2 separate regions of the Sus scrofa genome follow, and region 2 is linked to region 1. Evidence: chromatin contacts called from public promoter capture Hi-C data. All regions are on one chromosome and are shown on one strand. Each heading gives the region's core, a stretch centred on a gene start, on an enhancer-like site or on the middle of the called end of the contact. The rest is flanking DNA. Distances are from core to core; before and after follow the strand shown. Region 1 overlaps C6H18orf8. Region 2 holds the start of NPC1 (NPC intracellular cholesterol transporter 1).

Region 1 (6,507 bases), core at 2,990-5,489:
GAAGACAAGCCCCTTCCCTTCTTGCCTCTCAGAGTCTCATGACACTGTAGCATATGAAGACTTTATAACTTAAAGTGAAAAGATCCTCTTATGTCACTGAAGCCCCCCAGGGGAGGCAGGTCCCCCTAGGCAGGAACGTCTGTGTGCCAAGGGAAATGTACAAGGGAGCTGTCACGTTACGCAGAGTCTTCCTTAAATGAGACTCTCTGATCTGAAAGAGCAGCTGTGAGGTCAGGAGGGGCACGGATCCAAGGGGGGCTTGATCGGGCCACACAGCCTTGCCTTTCTCCCCCTCAGACGTCGGTGATATTTGATATCAAGCTGAGGGGGGAGTTTGATGGCACCGTTACCCTCCATCACCCGGTGCTTCCAGCTCGGTCGATTCAGCCCTACCAGATCCCCGCGGCAGGTAAAGGGGAGGCTCGCTGCGGGTGGATGGAGGGGGGAGCAGATACAGGGCTTTCCAGATCTGTTCGCTTTGGTAGGGGGTGAATCTGTGGTTTTTAATATGAAACATCTATTGATTCCAAAGCTAAAATTGTGTTCTGTGAAAAGCGTTTTTATGAGAGGAATGAGTCTTCACTTAGAGAAAATAGAATGATTCTCTTCTCTGAGCCTTAGAATGGAGAATTGCGGTTACCCATTGAAGCTGGATGACTCTTTTAATGGTGGAGAAGCCCTTGACATTTCTGGTTATCTGAGCTCTGTAACCCTGAGGTTAGAGGTGGCTGCTTATGGCTGTTATTTTAACCAGGGATCACTTTCCTTATCTTCTTGACATTCTGTGTCGTAAATGCTGCCTTCTCTCCCGACATAGTAAGTGCTTAAGGCTGTGGTTCTGAGGTTATTCTGAACCGGTCCTCCCACCCAAGGAGGTGGCAGGAGGAAGTCAGAGAGGAGACAAGGTCAAGATTTCAGAAGGAGAGAAAGAAACCATTTGGTTTCTTTTGCTTTATCCCAGGATAATTGATTTCAAAGTAGAACTCAAATAATACTTTTTTTTTTTTTTTTTAAAGGAGATTGGAGTCTAGAGTAAGCTAGTTGAAGTTTCAGTGTGTAGGAATTCCCATGATGGCTCAGCAGAAAGGAATCTGACTAGTATCCCTGAGGATGCGGGTTCAATCCCTGGCCTTGCTCAGTGGGTCCAGGATCCGGTGTTGCTGGGGGCTGTGGTGTAGGTCACAGATGAGGCTTGGATCTGGCATTGCCATGGTTTGGTGTAGGCCGGCAGCTGTAGCTCTGATGCGACCCCTAGCCTGGGAACCTTCATATGCCACAGGTGTGGCCCTAAAAGCCAAAAAAAAAAAAAAAAAAAAAAAAAAGGAAAGTCTGTGTAAACCATAATCAGAAGGTATACCTTTTTTTTTTTTTTTTTTTTTTGCTTTTTAGGGCCAAACCCACGGCATGTGGAAGTTCCCAGGCTAGGGGTCTAATTGGAGCTACAGCTGCTGGCCTACACCACAGCCACAGCAACGCCAGAACCAAGCTGCATCTGTGACCTACACCACAGCTCAAGGCAACGCTGGATCCTTGACCCACTGAGCGAGGCCAGGGATCGAACCTGCAAACTCGTGGTGCCTAGTTGGATTCATTTCTGCTGTGCCACGATGGGAACTCCAGAAGGTATACGTTTGAAATTCTGAGAGAAGTGTTTCCTCCCCTTCCCTCCCGCCACACCTGAGGCATTTGGAGGTTCCCAGGCTAGGGGTTTAATCAGACCTGTAGCTGCCAACCTATATACCACAGCCACAGCAGTGCTGGATCCAAGCCGCGTCTGCAACCTACACCACAGCTCATGGCAATGCCGGATCCTTAACCCACTGAGTGAGGCCAGGGATTGAACCTGCAACCACATGGTTCCAGGTTGAATTCATTTCTGCTGCACCACAATGGGAACTACTTTCTTTTTTAAAGACATCACAACTTAATTTTACATTGTCTTGGGCCACATCTGTGGTATGTGGAAGTTCTCGGCCCAGGGATCGAACCCATGCCCAAGCCACTGCAGTGACAGCCCTGGATCCTTAACCCACTGAGCCACAGGAGAACTCTGGGAGGAGTGTTTTGTTAAGAAGCACACCCATCAGACAGCTTTGGTGGGTCGGCCTTGCCTGCACTCAGGATGTCCCCGTCCCTGTCCATGTCCCAGGGAATAAGCGAATCAGGCCTTGGCTCATAGTTTAGCCTGCCCACCCAGTCTTGTCATCGGATCAGCCAGAAGCTGAGCAGAGTTTGAGAATAAGCTGCAGTTGACCCTCGAACAGTGGGGGCTAATCTGCATATAATTTGTGGTCTGCCCTCTGTATCCAAGCTTCCATGTCCAGGAGGTCAGCCAACCACAGATCGTGTAGTTCTGTGGTTTTTACTACCGAAAGATATTCCTGTATGAGTGGATCTGTGTAGTTCAAACCCACCTTGTTTCAGCCTCAGCTGTAGTTCTCATGTTTGATGAGGTCTCTTGGCTGCCTCTGTTCTTTCTAGCCTCTTCCTTTTCCCACATAGTGATGTTAATATTAAAAGAATAGATTGTGTCAAATGATTGGCTTATGTCTGCCGGCCACTAAGCATGAAGGTAACGGCCGGTGAATTGGGGGAAAAACAGCTCTAAACATTGCAAACTCTCGGCTGTCTTCCAGTTGTTTGGGACCCATTGGAAGGCAGTCAGGTTCTGATTGGCTGGCTGGTCAAAATAAACCCAAAAGTTAATAAGAATTCAAGGGTCATATAACTCTGGGCTTCTAGAGAGTGAGTCGGCAAAGGTTTTGGGGGGTTAATGACTTTTGTTTTTCCTACTGAACTGTGAGCCCCTTGTAGGCTTCTAGCATCTTTGCATCTTGTCCACCTGTGCTGTCACAGGTATGCCATCAGGAAGAGCTTGTTGGGCTCTTTTGAAAGATGAGACCCGCAGCTTTGGAAAGAGCCAGCCACCCTCATTTCTCCTTCTGGTTTTGGTCTCTTCCAACAGTGGCTCTCCATCTGCCTACACATTAGGATCTCCTGGCGGTGGGGGTGGGGGTGGGGGTGGGGGCTTTCAAAACCAAAGCCACCTGAGAGCATAAGTCCACGTGATGGGCAGCCAGGATCAAGGCCCACGTGTAAGATCTTCACTCACAGGTTCCAAATGCAGGTGTTCTTTGCCTTTGCTTGTCTGACCTGGACCTGTCCTCTATTCAGGGGTCTGTTCAAAATTCCCCACCTTTTCTTTTTGGAGTTCCTGGGCCAGGGATCAGATCTGAACCAGAGTTGACTTGAGCCACAGCTGCAGTAACCCTGGATCCTTAACCCACTGTGCCGGGCCGGGGATTGAACCTGTATCCCAGTGCTCCCCAAATGCTGCCGATAATCCCATTGCACCGCAGCGGGAACTCCAAAAAGTCCCTCCTTTTCTAACCAGCAAGTTAAAACCTATCTCCCGGAGTTCTCGTTGTGGTGCAGTGGAAATGAATCTGACTAGGAACCATGAGGTTGCGGGTTCAGTCCCTGGCCTCGCTCAGTGGGTTAAGGACCCGGCATTGCCATGAGCTGTGGTGTAGGTTGCAGATGCGGCTCGGATCCTGCATTGCTGTGGCTGTGACATAGGCTGACAGCTGCAGCTCCAATTGGACCCCTAACCCGGGAACCTCCATTTGCCTTGGGTGAGGCCCTAAAAAGCAAAAAAACCTATCTCCCTAGTGTATCTGGGTACCTGGAACAGAACTAGGGATAGTGGTGTTTAGTTTGCAGGCTGTTTCTCAAGTTCACTAAGCTCCGTCCTCCCCATCCCCCACATGAGCAGTGTCAGTGGTTGTTCTGAGTCCCTGTCACTTGAGGATTTGGGGGTCTGTTTCCCAGATGAGATCTCTGCCTGGACCTACTCTGAGCAGTGGAGAATTGAGCTAATTATTTAGATAATTAAACCACAAGATACCTTTATTTGGAATAGTTTCAGTGAATCATCTTGAGTATGTGATTCTGAATCACCCAGGTAAACTTCTCACTTCTTTAATGCATGTGTGTGAACGAGGGGGAGTCATTTGGTTATTAAGAAAGAAAATGCTGTGAATGGAGCCTTGACTGCTTTCCCCTTTTTGGCAACATGTGTTCATGGGTTGTTCTTGACGCCCCCTTCCTCCTTGTAGGTGTGTTATCAGTGGGATGTGACAGTTCATTTCTTATTTAACTACAGTCGAATGAACGTTTACTGAAGGCTTTAGAGAGACTAGTGTGACATTTCCATCCCAGCGTTGGCAGCGCTTTCTGGCTGCGTCGCCAGCCCTCGAACACGTGTCTTCTCCGTTTGTAGGTCCTGCTCCCGTGACCAGCCAGTCCCCCGTCCCGTGTAAACTTTGTATCCTTTCCAGAGGCATTGGCTGGCGGGGGCAGGGGACCACTGTCAACCCCTGCTTCTGCTGGGGTCTAAGGGTGGTCCCAGCCCCCACCCCCATACCGGGTCAGGGCCAGGCACCGGGATGGGCCTCAGCAAACGGGGCGGGGAGTGTGCGGATCGGAACTGGGTTCGCCTTCTGTTTGCCTCTCTTGCCGGTTTAGAATTTCCTATAACGTGTAGATTCTTCGTCCTGGATTGTATTTCAACCTGACATCATCATCAGCGCCAGCCAAGGTGGGTCAGGGACTCGTCCTCTTAGAAGGCCGTGCACCCTCAAGGGGTGCAGCTTGGGGCCCGCCCCGGGAGGGTGGAGAAGGGGACCCCTCGGATCATTTCCAGGGGCACCTTCAGTTCCCTCATGGAGAATTCCCAGTTGCGAAAGGCACTGCTGGCCTCCCCAGCAGTTTGGGTGTCAGGAAACTCGTGGGCTGGTGGACTGATGAGTTCTGGGGTTCCTTTGGGAGCCTCAGGAGTTCCCTTTTGATGGTGAGCCAGTGCCAGAGCACCTGGGGCTCAGGACCGGAGTCAATGCCCACGTGGACCTTTTCCTCCCTTCAGGGTTAAAGGGGGTCAGGTGTGGGGGAGGCGCGGCTCAAAGCTCGTGGCCCCAGGTTTAGTAGCGCCTCTGTTGAGGACGTGCAGGGTCACGAGTTTGGCTGCCAGGCCTGCTGATGCCAGGCGTGTCCTGACCTCCGCTGCCGCCACCTGCGCTCTGGTTAGTGGGAAGTGGCCAGGACTGTGTTTGTGGCAGTTCCCCCATGAGCCACCTTTGGGGCTTTCCTTCTGGTTCACGTCACACTGTTTGCCACCCCTCGATCCAGGTTACCTCTGGAACCTGCAGGTGAAACTTCAGCCCATAGTGAACCTCTTGCCAGATAAAGGAAGACTCATGGACTTCCTCCTGCAGAGGAGGGACTGCAAGATGGTTATTCTGTCTGTGTGTGCGCAGAGTAAGTGGGTGGGATCTCTCCTGTGCTGCCCACTGGGACATCGGCCACGTTATTATCTTGTCTGCAGCTTCAGTCGTCATTCGAAGGGGGGGTCATTGAACCCCTGGGAAAGGCTCTTAAGTATGAAAACGACTTGTAGAGACCTGGGTGGAAAAGACTAACACAGACCTAAACGTGGGCATGTGTGAGGGTAGAGCCCCCCCCGCCCGCGCTGCCCCCTGCAGCTTGAAAACAGAATCCAGGTCACTCGTGACATTTATATTGATGAGACCTTCTGACGCATCCACAGCTGCTTTAGTAAGTAACCAGTAAGGGCCGGTGAGCACCTTCTAGGCCCCATGTCCCCCAGCACCCGGCGCCCCTTGGGGATGCGTCCCTTCTCTCACAGCACCGTGCTGGAGTTCTGACCTTGACGCCCAGTTGGCCGACCTGGGTGAACCTTGCCTCCTTCCAGTGTTGACCGAGTCTGACAGAGCCACGCTGCCTGTGATAGCCACTGTTTTTGACAAACTCAACCAGGAGTATAAAAAGTACCTGGACGCTGAGCAGAGTTACACGATGGTAAGTGGCATGTCCTGTGATGAGGGGCTTCACCCCACTTGCCAGGGGTGTTTCCTATGTGATGATAATGCAGGATTCTGGGGGAATGACACCACTGAGGTTCGCTGTGTGCCAGAGGGCAAGGTGGCCGTAGTGGGCCAGCAGTAAATTCAGAGTCCCTACCACCCATTAGCTTGAGGCTCAATGTCACTTAATGCCGTCATATTCTTTTTTCTAGTCTTTTATTTATTTTTTGTTAAAGTATAGTTGATTCACAGTGTTAATGCCAATTTCTGCTCTTCAACAAAGTGACTCAGTCATATGTGTATATATATATTCTTTTTTAAATATTATTTTACATCATGTTCTGTCCCAAGAGATTGGATATAGTTCCCTGTGCTATACAGTAGGACCTCATTGCTTATCCATTCTAAATGTAATAGTTAGGAGTTCCCATTGTGGCAAGTGGATTACGAACCTGATACAGTCCTGTGAGGATGCAGCTTCATTCTCTGGCCTTCCTCAGAGGGTGAAGCATCTGGTGTTGCCACAAGCTGGTGCGTAGGTCACAGATGTGGCTCGGATCTGGTGTTGCTGTGGCTGTGGTGTAGGCCGGCAGCTGCAGCTCCAGTTTGACCCCTAGCCCAGGAA
Region 2 (6,507 bases), core at 2,285-4,784, 54 kb after region 1:
GATCTTTTCAATCGCCCAGACACCAAATGCGCATCCAATTCTCATCTCTGCTAGCCTCTGAATCCCTCTCCCCCTCCTCCAAATCCATGAAGCCCCAGTGATTGGCCGGTTGAGATGGGTAAAAGGGCCAGGCTGTGTTGGAGCTGGTAAAATAGGATTCTTGCCCTCAAGAAGCCTGTCGTCTGGGAGTTCAATTCGAACAATATTTCCCTGTCTTCCACAAACAACTTGAGATGTAGGCAGAGTTGTTAAGCCCATCTTACAGACGAGGAGACAGTCTTGCATAAGAGGAAGAGTCAAGAACTCTCCAGAGTTAAAAAACTCAAAAGTCTTTTGCCAGGCAGTAAATGCTACTGCTGTAGCAGTTTAAACAAAAATTTAGAACTTCAGAGGGCAGGCATTCTAGTTGAGGGGGCAGGATGACAATATCACAGATGATGATGCTTTTGAACTGGGCCTTGGAAGACAGGCAGGGTTTGAACAGCAAGTAGTTTATGTGGCTGGAGAGCAGGTGCCCTTCACAGAGCTGTGGGTGAAAAAGCAGACGGGGCACCTGAGAAGATGAGAGCTGGCTCACTCCAGCTTCCACACAGGTAATGTGTCATCTGTAAAACACCCTGAAAAGCATCCCTTTTCGGAGGAGTGCTGGGAGGGCACGGGTTACACAGGAAAAGAGGAATCTTTGTTCTGGGTAACAGGACAAACACTGAAGGAATACAAAGACCTATTCAGCAAGTCATTTTCTTTCTGCGCACTTGCTGATAATAAACAAAGCAAAACAAAACCAAACAAAAAGCCATTTCCCTTGATTACTTACATTAGTAAGATAATTGATCATAGCATCAATCAAGGGATAGGAGAGACTGGAAAAGATTATCCACATTTGCTCCAATTTCAGAGGGTTATTCCTCAATATTCTCAGGCCCAAAGATCAATCCATTCCCAACCTCCTCAGGAAAAGTAGTTTTTTTTGTTTGTTTGTTTTGTTTTTTGTCTATTTTAGGGCTGCACCCACGGCATATGGAGGTTCTCAGGCTAGGAGTCTAATCAGAGCTATAGCCACCGGCCTATGCCAGAGCCACAGCAATGAGGGATCTGCAATCTACACCAGAGCCCACGGCAACGCTGGATCCTTAACCCACTGAGCAAGGCCAGGGATCAAACCCGCAACCTCATGGTACTTAGTCGGATTTGTTAACCACTGAGCCACAACGGAAACTCCAGGAAAAGTAGTTTTGACGGCTTAATACCTACCCAGGCCTCATTAGGGTCCAGGTTCAAGAAAATTATAGTCAAGAGAGACATGTACTATTTCTCAAAACTGCACATATTATTTGGATAAGCATGAGGTCTGAAAATCATGCAGTGTAGCAATGTTATTTCATCATCTATAAAAATTAAAAATTAAGGAGAGCAGGAGTTCCTGCTGTGGCTCAGCGGTTCACGAACCGGACTAGGATCCATGAGGTTTCAGGCTCAATCCCTGGCCTCACTCAGTGGGTTGGGGATCCAGCGTTGCTGTGAGCTGTGGTGTAGGTTGCGGTTGTGGTTCCGATCCTGCATTGCTGTGGCTGTGGTGTAGGCCGGCAGCTGCAGCTGCGATTGGACCCTTAGCCTGGGAACCTCCATATGCCGAGAATTCGGCCCTAAAAAGCCAAAAAAAAAAAAAAATTAAGGAGGGCAAAAATCCCCCCAAAATATATTTCAGACCTTATGGAGGACAGTTAGTCTGGAATTCTGCAACAGAACTTTATTAGAGCTCACACTGAACCCAGACGAGCTGCTGTCATCAGTGAGAATTCTAAAAGCAGGGAGTCCTACCACCAGCCCTGCTCTCTGTTTGGGTGTACTGAAAGCCTGTGTAGACAAGAGGGAGTTAATCCTAAAATAACAAAAGCATTTCCAGTTCATATTTACAAACCCTCTCAAGGAGTTTTGCAAGAAACTTATGATCAACTTCTGACCTGTCTCAAAAGTCCTAGGAGAAGAGGCCCTCACTGGCCATCAGCCTTGGCCACTACCTTGAGGTAAAAGGATTTCCGAGATAAAAGCTACTTAGCAATGCAAAGCCTGCCTATTAGACCCTGACCTAAAACTCAAGGGAAACTGAATCACTCTATTTTCAAAGCAACTAACTGCTACTATTTCCTGAGTTTTTACTACAGTGATGAGGTCTCTCCACATATCACATTACTAGTCATGTGAGGTATTATTTATCTTCGGAAAACATTAGACTTGAAAGAATAAAGTGTGCAAAGCCCAAGAGCCAGCAGGTGGTCTACCAGCTGACCCCATTCCAAACCACCTGCCTGAAACTTGCTTTCCTCCGCCTCCCATCACATCCAGGCACCAGAAGGGTGAGCCCCCCACCGCAGGCACAGCCAGGAGGCCTCTCCTGGGTCAGCACCACCTGTCTCCTTCTGAGAAGGATGCAGAAGTCCAAGGAGAGGTTTTTCTAGTACAGGAAACCCCTTCGTTTGCTTTCCCCTATGACTCACTAACCCCTCATCACTGACACACCCATGAGTGGGCACCAGGGCAGGGGATTCCAGAGGCTCATTCCTTCATCTGGATCTGGTTTAATCAGCACTACATCCTTAGACATTCCCCCTGACTTCCACAGTTTTAAAAGAGAACACTCTAGACACAAACAGCAGCAAGGGCTGAGGCCCAAGGCTATTAAACCAAAGGAAAGCCGACCCAGGGAGTCAGGACTCGGAGCTCCAGGCCCCATTCTCTCCAGAGCTAGTAATGTGACAAGACGAAATTCAATGGCCACTACACCTGTGAGCCTGTTTCTCAAGACGTAAAGGGAGCGGATAAGAAGTCACTTGCGCTCTTTAGAAGATCACACTGACATACATAAAGTACTTAGGTCTGCTCCAATTTGGTGCCTAAATGGATAGTTTCCTTTACCTCCTCTCCCACCCTCAGCTTTAGGGAAGGAGAAAAAGAAACATAAAGTGGTCAGATCTTCTAAATAAATTTATAAAGAATTCGTGTGCATGTGGCAGAATTAAGAGGAGGAAAAAGGCAGACTAAATAAGAACCCTACCCTCTCTACCCACTTTCCTCCTTCCCTCTGATTCCACATCCTAAACCCATAAATTAGGTGACCACAGGTGGAATGGGTTCAAGACAGGTCAAACAGGCAGCTTTCAGTAGCCATCTTCCAGACCACAGGGAAATGTGCGTGGACAGAAGGCACGGGAGAGGTGGGCGGGGGGCATCTCCAGGAGCTCCACCGCTAGACCAACTTCTTCAGCCGCCCAGCGGCTGGTCCCCTCTGGGACCGGAGGCGTCTAAGCCGCAGCACAGCCCGCCACCCTCCCCGATTCGCGGCCCCACTACATCCCCCAGAGCCCGCCCAGGTCGCGGACATCCGCTCACCTGCACAGGGCAGAGCAGCAGCAGGAGGAGGCCGAAGGCCGGGCCGCGCGCGCTCATGCTGCCGCGACGCCGGGCGGCGGACGTCCGAGGTTCAGCTGGCAGTCCGGTTCAGCGTCCCGAGACGTCTCAGGCTGCCGCGCCGGCTGAGGGAGGGAACAGACACCAGAGCCGGCTGGCTGCGCGCGCAGGTCAGGAAGGAAGGCGTCGTCGGCCCCTCCCACTTCTGGGTGGAGCCACTGCCGGGACGCCCTGGACTCGTCTTGGGCGGGACAGGGGCGGGGCTAAGCGGGACCCGACCTCGTGAGGCCACGGCACCCTCCCAAGTGCCGGCTCTGCGCTTCTCCGCCCTGCTGCGCCTGGGGGCACGTCAAGGGGTTGGGGACGCCCCGACTTGAGCCGCTGAACCTTTGGAATCCGGCCTGAAAAGGATATTTCTGAGTTGTCCCATCGATGTGTGGGTTTGATGCTTCAACTCATTTCTCCCCTTTTTGTCTTTCCTGGATTGGAGACTGTGGACGAGAAGGTTTTAGTAAATGGGAATGCTTGGGGACCGTTTTCTCAATGGAGACCCCACTTCTCAGAGGAATATGTGTTTACTTCGTCCCCAGTTAGCACCCGGAGCAAGCTTTTCTTCCAAACCCAGTCACCCAAAAGGAAACCCGTGTCTGGACACTTCTAGCAAAGCTGGGGGCGGTGCCACGTAGTGGCCTGACAGTGTTGTGATCTGACAGTTCGATGGGCGGAGCGTGGCAGTGGGCGATGCCTCTGAGCTACCCAATCTCTGTTTTCTATCTGCTCAGCCCATTTTGTAAAAGCGCTAGAACTGCACCATCTGCTGGGGGAACCGAGCGTGACAGAGAACCGGCGGCCGGAACAAGAGCCCCCTCCACCCCCAAATCACCCCTGGTGGGTGGGACTAGAGTCCTTTAGGTTCTAGGTGAACTATCACGAAAGTAAAAAAAAAGAAGCATCTTGGGTTTTGAGTCTTACACTTGGTTGAGATAATCTTTTTTGGTTTTAATACCTATTATTATTATATTCATTTCTGGTAACATTTCTCCTCAGGTTTCAATTATTAAGAGCACTCAAAAGCATAAGTCATTTCGATTTTGTAGTTAAGGAAATGGAGGAAAGAATTTCTTCTTCCCACAGTAGAAGCCAATTTACAATGAAAAGGTTGACTATCCATCTGTAGCAATGATCAACTCCAATTGAGTTAGGACCACGATACAGCTGATGTTCTCATTCCTACTCTACAAAGTGGCTGATTCAGTCACTGACTTGCCTCCCGACCGCCTCTGCCTGCTCTGAAAAGTCCACGTAACTGGCTGGGTATTGAAACTATAGGAATCTCCTCTGGACCATCAGCCCTAGATCTTCCATGATGACCTCCTAGCCTCATGCACTGCTTGCTCTCAGGCTCTTAGTGCTCGCCCTGATGATCAAGTATCAGGCTTCCTGCAGAGGTACTGAAAATATTGTTACTGAGGAGTTCCCTTGTGACTCAGCAGGTTAAGGATCCGGCATTGTCACTGCATGGGCTAGGGTCCCTTCTGTGGCATGGTTTCCATTCCTGGCCCCAGGGGCCGCCAAAAAAAAATGCTATTACTGAACCATTGGCAGCAGCACCACCTGGGGATCTGTTAGAAATTCAAGTTATGGGCTCCACCCTGGATGCTCTGAATCAGAAACTCTAGGAAGTGAAGCCAGTTCTTTGTGGTTTAACCAGCCCTCCTGAGTGAAGGAAACTTCAAAGCACCGTATGAGATATTTCTGGGATGGGCAGAAATTTTGATACTGGACAAATTATGTCCACTATTCTCCAAAATAATAACAAAAAGATTTTTTAGACATATTTTTTTTTCTGCTTTTGTTTTTTGTACAGCTTCAACAGTACCCAAAAGCCTAGCATATATTTGAAAAATAAATGATCATATATTTAAAAGATTTTTTTGTTGTTGATAAAGTAATCCATGCTTACAAATTACTTTGAATAGTAATAGAAACTTTGAAAAATACACAAAAGTTTACAATTTACAAGAAAATATCATTTATGATCCTCCATTATGGATAATCATAGTGGTGCATTTTCTCCCTCTCTGAAAATTGTTTTAAGGTGTGTAAAGGAAAAAAAGTTGCTCATAATCTACTTCTACAAGGATTAAGCCATTAGCCACTGCAGTTGCTACTGTACGAACCCTGAGGGGAATTCAGGATGGAAAAAAAGACAAAGCTTTCTGTGCATAAGATATACTGGCCACTAGGTAGTTAAGATGCATATCTAAGGAAAATTTCCAAAGACTCCAGATTCTTTCATCTTCCCAAACTTAGAAAAGTAATGCAATCATTAACTTGAGATGCCTGTTCTTTGTGATTAGTGGTAATCTTTTTATGCCTGACAACATATTTTTACCTATTGAAAAAATTTCATATACACCCTGGCTCTTCCATCATTTCTTCAGAAGATTTCCTCATATCTCTCAGAGGCTGCCTCTTGGACTATGGTCCTCAGTGAGTTCCCCAAATAAAACTTGTTTTTACATTGTGCATTTGTATTTCATCTGACATGTTGTTCAGATTCTAAGAGACTTTTAAAGTAATGCTCTATTCCACTTTCACTGTAAACACCATTCAGCAATGATTGCATAAAAATAAAGGACAAAAAACGAAAGGGTCTATGAAATTATGAGATGATGCATCTTTATAAATTTGCAGAAACAGCCTCCAGAAAACTTCTATGCATTTGAAAACACGTATGTGAATATAATTTATGGGCTTTTTAAACAAGAGGGAACATATGGTGGTATACGGTTTGCAGCTTGCTTTTTTACATTTAGCAATATGCTTTTCCACCTCCCTATCTTTACAAGCTTTATGGGATTCCATTGTGAGTAATTGACATTTCTTTCTTTGTTTTTTGCTTTTTAGGGCCGAAATAGTGGCATGTGGAGGTTTCCAGGCTAGGGGTCAAATCTGAGCTACAGCTGCCAGCCTACACCACAGCCACAGCCAAGTGGGATCTGACCTGAGTCTGTGACCTACACCACCTCTCAAGGCAACGCCAGAAACTTAACCCACTGAGTGAGGCCAGGGATCGAACCTGCAACCTCATGGTTC

What was found. Promoter capture Hi-C pulls out the DNA fragments that hold promoters and counts their contacts.
Region 2: a contact with region 1 is called in a promoter capture Hi-C map of liver, with 4 times the contacts expected there. The contact joins the promoter of NPC1 here to the enhancer-like site in region 1. A contact is called at or near these places in 2 of 5 promoter capture datasets (fetal liver and liver), 29 of 47 Hi-C or Micro-C datasets (adipose tissue, alveolar macrophages, blood and 12 more) and 2 of 2 datasets of contacts at active chromatin or transcription factors (alveolar macrophages and skeletal muscle).

Annotation. Positions count from the first base shown.
Region 1 is chr6:108,392,077-108,398,583 of Sscrofa11.1, forward strand. It overlaps C6H18orf8, which reads left to right. Exons shown (of 18, transcript XM_021096181.1): 10 at 298-409; 11 at 4,283-4,327; 12 at 4,547-4,600; 13 at 5,188-5,316; 14 at 5,771-5,877. Among named protein-coding and RNA genes, the nearest start is that of C6H18orf8, 19 kb to the left of the region's middle. Within about 2 kb of position 4,240, at least 1 of the 83 cell types and tissues checked has an H3K27ac peak or open chromatin away from gene starts, as enhancers often do. A contact at or near this core is called in liver, where this site is marked.
Region 2 is chr6:108,446,952-108,453,458 of Sscrofa11.1, forward strand. NPC1 (NPC intracellular cholesterol transporter 1) reads right to left here and starts at 3,535. Exons shown (of 26, transcript NM_214322.1): 1 at 3,391-3,535. The coding sequence starts at 3,447.